Linked DNA regions of Canis lupus: region 1 is linked to region 2. The links are chromatin contacts, called in public Hi-C maps. All regions are on one chromosome and are shown on one strand. Each heading gives the region's core, a stretch centred on a gene start, on an enhancer-like site or on the middle of the called end of the contact. The rest is flanking DNA. Distances are from core to core; before and after follow the strand shown. Region 1 holds the start of MGAT5B (alpha-1,6-mannosylglycoprotein 6-beta-N-acetylglucosaminyltransferase B). Region 2 has its middle 10 kb from the start of SEPTIN9.

Evidence for each region. A called contact is a pair of places that touch in the nucleus more often than the background predicts.
Region 1: a contact with region 2 is called in a Hi-C map of skin fibroblasts, with 4 times the contacts expected there. The contact joins the promoter of MGAT5B here to the enhancer-like site in region 2. A contact is called at or near these places in 2 of 9 Hi-C or Micro-C datasets (blood and skin fibroblasts).

What each region holds. Positions count from the first base shown.
Region 1 is chr9:4,854,670-4,859,988 of UU_Cfam_GSD_1.0, forward strand. It overlaps MGAT5B (alpha-1,6-mannosylglycoprotein 6-beta-N-acetylglucosaminyltransferase B), which reads right to left and starts at 2,181. Exons shown (of 18, transcript XM_038546505.1): 1 at 2,153-2,181. The coding sequence starts at 2,166.
Region 2 is chr9:4,553,608-4,559,518 of UU_Cfam_GSD_1.0, forward strand. No RefSeq gene overlaps it. Among named protein-coding and RNA genes, the nearest start is that of SEPTIN9, 10 kb to the left of the region's middle. Within about 2 kb of position 2,099, at least 2 of the 20 cell types and tissues checked have an H3K27ac peak or open chromatin away from gene starts, as enhancers often do. A contact at or near this core is called in blood, where this site is marked.

The DNA of each region.
Region 1 (5,319 bases), core at 931-3,430, 300 kb after region 2:
GGGAGGCCCCCGAGGGGCAGGAAAGGGGCGCCCTGGCCGAGGCGACTTCCCGGGCTCAGGATCACAGCCTGGGTGCCTCTGTCCCCCTTCCCACCCTCGCATCCCGAGTCCTCTCCCCGCTAGACCAACTCGGGACGTGTCTGGGCTGCTCGCGCGCGCACACGCACCCCGAACCCGAACCTTGGCTCCGTCCCTCCCGCGGCCCCACCGGCCATCACAAGGGTCGAACGCGAACCGCCCCCTCGGCCACCGGGACAGGCACCTGGGGGGTGGGGGTGACCTCGCCCGCCCCTACCTACCCCGCGCCCCCTCGGAGGAAAGGACCTGCCCGCGCCGACGGGGAGGGAACTTTACCGAAAGGGTCTCAGGGTGACCAGGCATCTTCTGACCATTATCTTCCCATCCGGGTTGACTGTGATCATCGTGCAAACTTGTCTGGGCGGCGGGCCGCGGGCGAGGCCGGACGCACCGTCCCGGGCCCCGCTCCCGCCGCGTGGGAGCCGCGAACCCGCTGCGGGCCGAGGCCGAGGCCGGGGCCGGCGGGGCGGGGCGGGGCGGGGCGGGGCGGGGCGGGGGGCGCGGGTCCGGGCGGCCTGGGCGGGCGGGGAGGAGGAGCGGCGCGGCTGCGGGGGGCGGGGGCGAGGGCGCGGGCGGCCGTCTCTGCGTGTCCGCCCTCCCGCCTCACCTCCCTGGGGCCCGGGGGCGGCGCGCCCCCCGACCGCCGGCCGCGCGTCTGCCTGCTGGGGCTCGCTCGCTGGGCGGGACGGCGCCGCGGCGCGCAGACGGGCTCCCCGCCGCGGGCGCCCTCATCCCCGGCCCGCGCCCTCGGTGCCGGCTACAGGCGGCCCCGCGCCCGCGCCCGCGCCCCGGCCCCCCGCGCCTCCGGGCCGCGCCGCTCCCCGGCCCCGCAGCGCGCCGCGCCCATGGCTCTCGGCGAGGGCCCCGCGCCGCTCTGCCGCCCGCTCGCCCGGCGGCCCGCGCTCGGGAGGCGGGAGGGAGGGAGGGAGGGAGGTGGGCGTCCGGCCCCGCGCCGCGCTACGCCGGGAGGCGCCGCATTGTTCCTCGGAGGAGGCGGCCGAGCGGCGGCTGGGGCGGCCCGGGAGCGGCCGCGGCGCTTCCTCGTGGCGCCGGCGCCACCTTGCGGCTGCGGCCCCGCAGCGCGCGCTCCCGGCCCGGTGCGCGGGGGCGGGGTCCCTGCGCCTCCCCCCAGCCCCGGACCCCCCCGGGGCCGAGGGCCACGGCAAGGGGGGGCGCTGGGCCAAGACGCCCCTTCCCCTGGCCGCCCCCCCTCGCCCCCTCTCCCCCGTGGGAGCTCTGATGTCGCCCTGCAGCCCTCACCCTTCCTGTGGCCCTCTGGGGCTCCCCTTGGCTGAGCGGAGTTCCAACTCCGCCTCTTGAGACGGGGCTGTTCAGCTGAGCCCAGAAGCCTGGGCGCGCCGTGTGGACCGAGGTTCCAGTCTCAGATCCCACTGAGCCCAGAAGCTTGGGCACGCGGTGTGGATCGAGGTCCCAGTCTCAGATCCCACTGAGCCCAGAAGTCTGGGCGCCCGGTGTGGACCGAGGTCCCAGTCTCAGATCCCACTGAGCCCAGAAGCTTGGGCACGCGGTGTGGATCGAGGTCCCAGTCTCAGATCCTCCATTAACCAGTGACTGACACCTGCAAGTGGGGGACACTCCAGAGCCTCGATTTCTCCACTGTGAAATGAGAGTGACCTGAAGCTGGCTAAGGCTAGGCCAAAGCATTTACACGCCCCTTTCCCCAACCCCCTCCTCTTCTTGACTTTGGACATGTGTCTGCCACTGCGGAGGGAGGCGGTCAGCGGCTCCTCCCCACGCACCAAGCCAGGGCAGCCACCTGAGCCAGACCCAAAAGAGCACTTGGACAGAAACAGCACCTGCTGGACCCGACATTGACCAACACAGACATGGAAGCAGCTTGCTAGGAAGAGGCCCAGGCTTCAGGCCATGTGTATAAGGACAGGGATGACCCCGAGGATCTTTCCACCCCTGGCAGTGATTCTGCAGCCTGGCTTTGAAGAGGAGAAAACCTTTGTCTTCAGCCACTCGGCCCAGGTCCTGTCCCGCCTGGGGCCCTCACCCGCATCCCCTCTGCTACCCTACCTCCCAGCCCCAAGGCTGAGCCATTTCTCACCAGCGGTGACTCATGCTTCTGCTTTTCTTGCTCCTTCTTCATCAAAATTCACCTGTCCTGTGTTCCATTATCTCGCCTTGCTCTCTGCTAATGTGAAAACCGATGATGAATTGGTGTTGGCGGATTAATGCGTTACTCCGGCTAGGTAACAAATTTGCATTGAACAAGGACATGCTGACTGTGCCTCTGTGCAGAGGAGTGACGAATGGTGGTGGGAAAAGGCACCGTGGCAGGCTGGCCCCAGAGCTCTGCGAGGGCAGGGGTCTCGACCAGGCCCACACACCCGGACACTAATATAAGCCCTGATGTGGAGGTGAAAGCCTTATCTATCTACACTTGGGAATGAAGTGGTCCTTCCCATTGTGTGTCCCCCCCATAAGCTCGGGGCATTTGTGCTTTTGGTACTTCAGGCCAAAGGGGAAGAGAGACCCAGCGCTGTCTGGTTTGGCTCAGAAGGTAGGAGTGGGTCTCCTGCATCCCCTCTGGGCCTTGCCCTCTAGCACGTGGGCTTTGAGGTTGGCAGGGGAAAGTGCCCCCTGCCATTTGATGAGCAGGCTGTGGCCAGGCAGGGACGCGTGGCACAGACAGTGGAAGATTCTCTCCGAGCCAGACCACCCAGCCGCCTCCTCTCAGACTGTCGCCCTCTTGGCGACCTCTCGTCTACAGGAGAGATCCGCGTAAGTGGTCCTGTTTGCTGTCTGTTGTAGACATGAGGAGGAAGTTTCTGAATCCATAGTCCTGCAACCTCGGATACGCTCTCTTTGTGCCTCAGTTTCCTTGGCAGTCAATCCGGCCCTTAGAGCCTGTCTCCCAGGAGGACGTGAAGATGAGCCTGTTGATGCACATAAGCAGCCCACTGCCTGGTGCCTATGAGCCCTCACGGTGCGGCAGTTATAATTTTTCCTGTTACCGTCTACCTGCAGCGGATGCCACCCTTTCTCTGGGCATCCACCTCTGCAGGCCAAAAGGCAGATTACTGATGATACAGGCAACACTGCCTGAGGCTGTTTCTGGCTGTGGGAATACGCTAGGATACGCAAGAGCAAGACAGAAATGCCAGGAAGCGGTGCTCCAGAAGCAGCCCTCGAGGAATGAACAGATACCCATGTCACTCAGGTGGGATGCCAACATAACCGGCTGGGATGGGGAACCACTGTTCTAGAATAATACCCATGGCCTTCTGAGAAGGAACCAGAGTCACCCTAAGCAAGCTAGAAGAGATCAGGGGAGCAGGAATTGGGGGCATGTTGCTGGGGGGCACATCCAAGGAATGATGCGACAGGTCATACCAGATTCCAGAAACATCCCCTCTCCACTCTTTTTCTCTCTCAGAGGCTACAAACAGAACCATGGGCCAGCCCATTTGGGCATCAGGGCACAGACTGCAGCAGCTTGGGCACTCTGAATGTGGCACTTCCTGGCTCTCAGCCCAAGGCCTGCCCGGAGGCTGAGAAGCCCAGAGCAGCAGGAGGCCCTGACCAGGCTGGAGGGCCTCTGTCCAAAAATGGGGAGTAGGACTCAGGAGGAAGGGATTTGGGGGAAATGGGTGATGCACTCCCTGGCAGGGTGTCATACTCAAAATACCCAGGGATAGGCCAGGCACAGAAGGGAAGGGGCTCTAGTAGTCTCCTAGGCCTAGCACAGGCGGGGCACTTAAAACAAGAACAATTAATTCTCTCCCGGTTCTGGTGGCCAGAAGTTCTCAATCAAGGGTTTGGCAGACTCGGTTCCTTGTGCTGGCCCTGGGGGAGAGTCTGGCCCAGGCCTCTCTCCTGGCATCCGGAGGGGGCCATTGATCCTTGGCTTTCCTTGGCTGGCAGCTGCATTACCCAGTATCTCCTCCATCATCACGTGGCCTTCTCTGTGTGTGTCTCTCTGTGTCTTCTCCTCTTCTTAGAAGGACACCAGTCACTGGATTAGGGTCCACCCCACTCCAATATGTCCTCATCTGAACAAACTACTGCACAGATCCTATTTCCAAACAAGATTATGTTCTGAGGTTCCAGGTGGTCCTGAATTGGGGGTTGGGGGGGGCAGGGGCACCCTGTTCAGCCTATTACAGGGACCTAGTGGGAAGGGGCCACAGTGGCCAGGCAGTGCCAAGAACCAGAGGTCCTCAAAGGGGACATGCACCATTGCTTTGTGTGAATACAGGCCCAGTTATTTCAAGAATCAGGAATCTGGACTTCCCACGTGCAGTCACATAATTGTAAAATGTGGACACAATATTTTTAGAACATTATGCAAGACCAATAAAATCCACCAAAGGGCGGCCATCCGGGTCCCCTGGGGTGTCAGCCCAGGGCAAAGCAGGGAGCCCACCAGCCCTGCCCACCCAGCAAGCCCAGCTTCTCTGGGCCAGCCCCCACTGTGAACAACTCCCCCCCACCGCCACCCCACCTCACCCCCGCCAGGAAGATCAACACTCCAGGGTGCCTTCAAGGGCCCCCCCCACAGGGCCCCCACCCCCTCACCAGCCCCCCTGAAGCCTCTTGGGCATCAGAGCCTTGACTGCCATCCCCACCTCCTCAAGGTTCAAGGTTGCTTCTGAAGCTCACAGACAGGGCCTGGGTGGGAAGAGGAAAGAAGGAAACCGTTCACGGTGTTTGAAATCCTCACTTAATGTGCTCCGATTGCCGCCGCAGACAGCACATTAAGAGGCAATAGGCCATTGTCCTTCGCCGGAGTGCGGAGCATTAATAATGTCATAACAGCATTTACTGACACTGGGCACAAATCATCAACGGCCTCACCGGGTGGGAACAAGCAGCCCCACACAGACGCCAGCCGCCTGGAGCCATGCAAGGAGGCCGAGAAGTGGGGAGAGCTGTTTCTCCAATGCATATTTCATGCTTTCTGTTTCACAACATTTAGGCTAATCCTCTGATTGAAAAGCAGCGTCTGGGGTTTATTTTTATTTATGCCAGAAGGCCACTCTGCCACACAGCTTGTGGGAGCTGGAAGCACAGCTATGGTTCTTTCCCTGTTCTGCAGGGAAGTTAGGGGCTAATGTCTGTGTCTGTGTCTGTGTTTTGCATGCATGTGCGTGTGTGAGTGTGTGCGCACGTGTGCGTGGGGGCTGGGAGGCAGAGAAGCCAGGGACAGATGAGACAGGGGACCCTCCCATGTGGCCCCATCCCAGAACTGGGGGCACAGGCGACGTCTTC
Region 2 (5,911 bases), core at 849-3,348:
ATCTCAGGGTCGTGAGTTCGAGCCCCCTTATAGAATTTACTTAAAAACAGAAAGAAGGCTGCAAGGTCCGTATGTGCACGGAGATCTTGTCTAGAAAACAGACACATGATGCATGTAGTAAAAGAAACACGTTAAAATACAGGGCAGGTGGCACCAGAGGCCACAGGCTGTGCCCGCCCGTCGTGGGATTGCGGGTGACATGCTTTCTTTGTACTTTTCTGTGTTTTCCATGGTCAACATGTATCGCTCTCATGATCTGAAAAAAACAGCGATCCATGCTGCGTATACACATATGGACTCATATCAATGGATTATTTGTGTGCATAGACACTTTTTTGAGGTCGACATTGGTATACTTTGACCTTCAGATCGTTTACAATCAAACTCCTTGTTATTAGGACCTAAAGCGAGGTTTTTCCCCCACCTTGGGGCAGCGTGGCCTGCCGACTTTCAAAGGGTGGTTAAGCATCATTTCAGTGGGTGGCTTTCCCGTGAGACCATTATCCAGAATACGGGCCATGGGGCCCAAGGTTTCAGGGGCTCACCTGCTAGGATTCTCCTCCGCACCCCGACAAGCAGGGCTGGGCCCCCAGATCCTGAGAATCTGCATCTTAAAATTTGCATTTAATTGATTTTATTGGATTTCTTCCAGGTCAGGCCTCAAATGGTAGCGGGGCCTCCGTTGGGGGGAGATCCGTCCTGGACTCATGCTGAGTGCTTCCTCCCAGACAGCGCTTCCCTCCCTCCGCAGCAGCCTGAGGAAGTGGTGGCCCTTCTGGAAGATTCTCCTGGACACCACGGATCCAAGCGATCCACATCCCCCACCTCCTTAGGGAACCGTTTTCAACGCGCCCAGGAGTGGCCACTGCCTGTCTCCGGGACGCATTCCCAGATGATCATAGGTTTCCTCATCATACAGAGAAGGGCTCTGAGGTCACAAAGTGTCCCCACTTACATCAAACCATACTAACTGGGCAGCATCTTGCTGTAGGACTTCTCGGAGCCTTTAACATGCTTGTGGATGCTGTGAGTCTCCAACAAGAGTTAGAGTACACAGCCTTCCCCAAACCCACGACACCAGAACTCTTCGTTACAGGTCCCTGCGGTTCCATGGGACACTCTCTGGGAAAGGGCGCTTGTAGGAGGCGGGAGGTCGTGGTGGCGGGAAGTGGGCTCGGCTCCAACATCAGCTGCAAATGAAGGCTCCTCGGACCCTGGGCCGGCTCTCCTTTGCCCTTGCCTCTTCCCAGCCGGCCTTGCCCACTCTTCCTCTCCCCTCCGCTGCCCTCCTGCAGGAGCTTTCTGATGGGAAAACCCGGGGCTGGCATCCTCACTGACGCTGCACCCGTGCTTTTCGCTCAGGGGTAGCTGGGAATCCCCAGCCACACGGATCGGAAAGCCCAAGGCAAGGCCCCTACTACAGCTCAGCCCTCTGACTCCCCGGGAGTCCATCCCACCTCCCCGCCTCTGCTCAGGCCACCCTGTGCTCCCAGCAGACCCTCCAGCCTGGGAACCATGGGAGCTCCCCCCCTCCTCCTCCCTTCCTCCTCCCCTCCTCCTCCCCTTCCTCCCCTCCCCTTCCTCCCTCCTCCTCCTCCCCCCTCCTCTCCCTCCTCCTCCTCCTCCCCCACCCCCTCCTCCTGGGGCTTCTCTTCCCACGGGGAGCTTCCTCTGACTTTCTTTGTGGGGAGAAGCCAGATTCGTCTCTGTCCACTGGCACCTCCAAAGGAGCTTTCAGAGCTCCCCAACAGCCCCCCCCCCCCAGTCACATTCCATCAGGAGGTCTGGCTGTGGAGGTTTCCAGAGCACTCCCTGGGCCTGAACCATTGGTCTGGTGGAGGGAGACCGGAGGTCTGGGTTAACACCCCAGAGCCGTTAGGTATCAGCCCAATGGAGCTTCTGCATGATCCTAAATATCTGTGCCTCAGTTTCCTCAGCTGCCCTGGGCTGTTGTGCGGTTGGGGGACTGTATGCAGTGCTCCCACATCACCAGGCGGAGGGTGAGTGAGAGTGGAGGTGGCCCCCCCACCCCGCCACAGTGCCCGGTGCAGAGGCGCTCCGTACACTTCCGCCACCGGAGTGCAAGGCGGCCTGTGGGGTCGGCCGGCTGGAACCGGAGCCCCACGCCGGACGCGCCAGGCTGAGAAAAACCAGGTGTCTCCACTTCCCCTAAGGGCCATCATGTTACAGTTCTCCAGAGAAAGTGAATCTTAAAATTTGCTTTCATTAAAAGCATAAATAAATACGGGGCCTGCCAGGGGCTGGGGCTGCAGGTGCCGTGGGTCACAGGGTGGGGAGGCACCCTCTCGCTCTCTGGGCACACTCCGCTCAGCCCTCGGCGAAGTTGCAGGACCAAACACAGAATGCCCAGTTAGACTTGAACTTCAGGTAAGCAGCAAATAATTTTTGCAGTATGAGATGTCCCACATAGTATTTAAGACATAAACATATACTTTAAAAAATTATTGTTTATCTGAAATTAGCATGTAACTGGGCATTCTGTATTTTTACTTGCTAAATCTGGAAACTCTGGCCTCGGTCCCCGGACCCAGGCTGGTAGTCCTGGAGAGGAGCTGTGACCGTCCCCCAGTTGGGGTTCCCAGACACCAGGCTGGGGCCTGGGGCTGGCCCATGACAAGTCCACCAGTTAGAAGCAAAATGAGACAAAAGAGAACAATGCCAAGAGGTGAGTTTCTTGGTTTTGTTTGTGTTTGCTTTTCTTCTTTTATAAGAGCCTAAGATGTTCAAAGACTGGTCTTTCTTCTGAAATTTTCCTTTCCTGTGTAAATGCCACCACCCACCCACCGTCCCCTCCCCGCCGGCCACCGGCAATGGCATGGGCCTCTCAGAGCTATTCCCTGGACGTGGGACCGTGAGGCCTGGCTGAGTCGTCCCCGTCATGTCTCTTCCTAGCTGGGAACCTTGGAAAAAGCACTTAACCTCTCTGCTCTTTCACTTCCTTACCCATGGAATGGGGATCATGACCTCCCCAAGGCCACAGGCTTGCTCAGGACTGGATGGAGGCCACCCTGGTACGTCCATGTGCAGAAGCTCGTCACGTGGCCCACTGAGGATGTGTGCCCTTTGCCGTGTCATACAGTAATTCAATAAAATAGTTTATAAAAAAAATTAAGTTCAATGAGCAAAGAGGCTTCTAATAGAAACTTACACCATCTATCTTTCAAGGAGATATTATTCCCTCCAATTTTTAAATGGGATTGCTAATTTATTACCCATTGCCTGCATGCAGCTGGCAGAGGCTTGCCACTATGGAGGAGAAAAAAAAAAGTGTAGCTGAGCTCACATTTGGGTCAGCTTGATGAGGTTTCATTTTTAAAAGTTAACCTTCAAACCTATTACATTCCAGGAAACTGAAAATTTATACTGGTTTTCTATTTTTAATGGATTTATAATAAAAGGAAATATTTCAAGCTTAAAAAAATAGATGGCACTTTAAGTTCATTTTCCAAGTCGTCTCATATAGCAAAGGCAGATAAACTATAAAAAGAGAAACTTAAAAGACATAATCTGGAAGAAAAATTCAGATCCCTGTCTCCATGTAACAGGCACCGAAAGGAGGTGCGGGCTGGAGTTGTGCTGTGCGAGGGCCAGGGCAGGGCTCCCAGCCACGTGCCTGGAGAAGGGGAAGAGACCAACCATAGTTTCTGAGCCATGGGACCCAGGGGGCTCAGCAGATGGGTGCCCAACATCCCCCCAGGAGATGGACACTCCGAGCCAGCAACAAATGGCTTCGTTGTTCCACATTGGGTCCCCCAGGAAGCCAGGTGGAGGCAGCTGGACAATCAGGGTAGACGGACAGGGGGAGAGACTGGGGAGACAGAAACATCAACTCAAGACGAACCTACAAACCTGATCCCCAAAACCTGGGCAAAGCTAATGCCGATAAAGACAATCAAGATCAACCATGGAGGGCAGCCCCGGTGGCGCAGCGGTTTGGCGCCTCCTGCAGCCTGGGGTGTGATCCTGGAGACCCGGGATCGAGTCCCACATCAGGCTTCTGCATGGAGCCTGCTTCTCCCTCTGCCTGTGTCTCTGCCTTTCTCTCTCTCTGAATAAATAAATAAATCTTTAAAAAAAAAAATCAACCATGGAGATCCGAAATAGTTCCTGGTGATGTGGAAATAATAGAGAAATCTGAAAATGATTTTCACACATTTTATTGATTGGTTGATTGAGAAGGTGAGGGCATGTGAGTGGGGGGGGAGCACAGGGAGAGGGAGAGAATCACATGCAGACTCTACGCTCAGCAAGGAGCCCAGTGACCCCGAGATCATGACCTAAGTGGAAATCAAATCAGATGCTTAACCGACTGAGCCAGCTAGGCACCCCTGAAAATTATTTTCAAATAAAAGTGTTTAGGAACATCATAGAAAATTTTAAAATGATGAAAGCAAAACCAACTTGAATGAAACAAAACTGAACGGCCATGATAAAGAATCAACTGGCAAAAAAAATAAAAATAAAAATAAAAATAAAATAAATAAAAAAAAAAGAATCAACTGGCAAAACTGAAAGTGAGAAGCATGATTGTTGAACGTTAATGCTCGACAGATAGAATAGGTGTTGTTGGACACACTGAGGAATGAGGGAGTTGGCAGGTATCACTGAGGATGTGGCCCAGAAATAAACAAATGAAGCAGATAAGGACAAGAAGTTACAGGTAAGAAATGCAGAGAGTGGATCAAGAAGTTCCAGAATATGTCTCACAGCGGCTTCAGAAGAAAATAGAAGGAATGATCCAAAAAATAATGTTCTAACACAGAATTGCTGAAAGCTTTCAAAAACTAAAAAGGAAATGTGCGGTGCCAGAGAAATAAACACCAGTTCATAATTAGAGACTTCATAGCAAACCTGCAGCACATCTGAGGACACAGAGAAAAGTCTGAAATGCGATCAGAAACAAAAAGATTATCCACAGAGAGGGGCACCTGGGTGGCTCAGGGGTCCCTGGATCGAGTCCCATGTCGGGCTCCCCGCATGGAGCCTACTTCTCCCTCGGCCGGCGTCTCTGCCTCTCTCTCTGTGTCTCTCATGAATAAATAAATAAAATCTAAAAAAAGATTATCTACAGAGAAATGAGAATTCAGCGGGTTTCTTGTCATCTGGAGCAATCCGCCCAAGGGCTGAAGGAACCCAGCTGCCATCCGAGGACTCTAGAGCCAGCTAAGCTATTACTCAACAGTGAGAACAAAGCACATTTCCAACATGCAAAGTCTAAGAAAGAGTTCTCTTCCCACAAACCATCCCTGAAAATTTACCAAAGGGTGAATTTGAGCAAGAGGGAAAGTCAAGCCAGGAGGGAAGAGAAGGCTGCAAGAAACAAGGGTGAACACGGAACTATGTTGGTTAATTTAGTTATTATTGATAATAAACGTCAAGTAACTGATGCCACGTGTTGCAAAGAGTGACACTGAGATTCTGGAAGTAAGAACAAAGCCTGGGCAGGGGCGGGGATGGGGGTGCGGATTATGTTCAGTGGGAAGTTCAAGCTCCCAAAGGAGGAGAGACATACAGAGTAACTTTCAACTGTTATAAAAATGTATAGCTGAATACTTATATTTAAATATATAGATAAATATCTCAATTTAAAATATTTAAATTTAAGTGTTAAATATCCAAAGAGTGCCTCCTGCAGCTTCTAAACCAACAGAGAAAGATAAACAGAATGGTGATGGGGCGCTTGGATGGGTCAGTCCGAGGAGCCTGAGACTTTTTTTTTTAATTTATTTTTATTTATTTATGATAGACATAGAGAGAGAGAGGCAGAGACACAGGCAGAGGAGAGGGAGAAGCAGGAGCCTGAGACTCTTGATCTCAGTCAGGGTTGTGAGTTCGAGCCTTATGTTGGGTGTAGAGTTGATTTAAAAATAAAATCCCAGAGGCCTCTGGG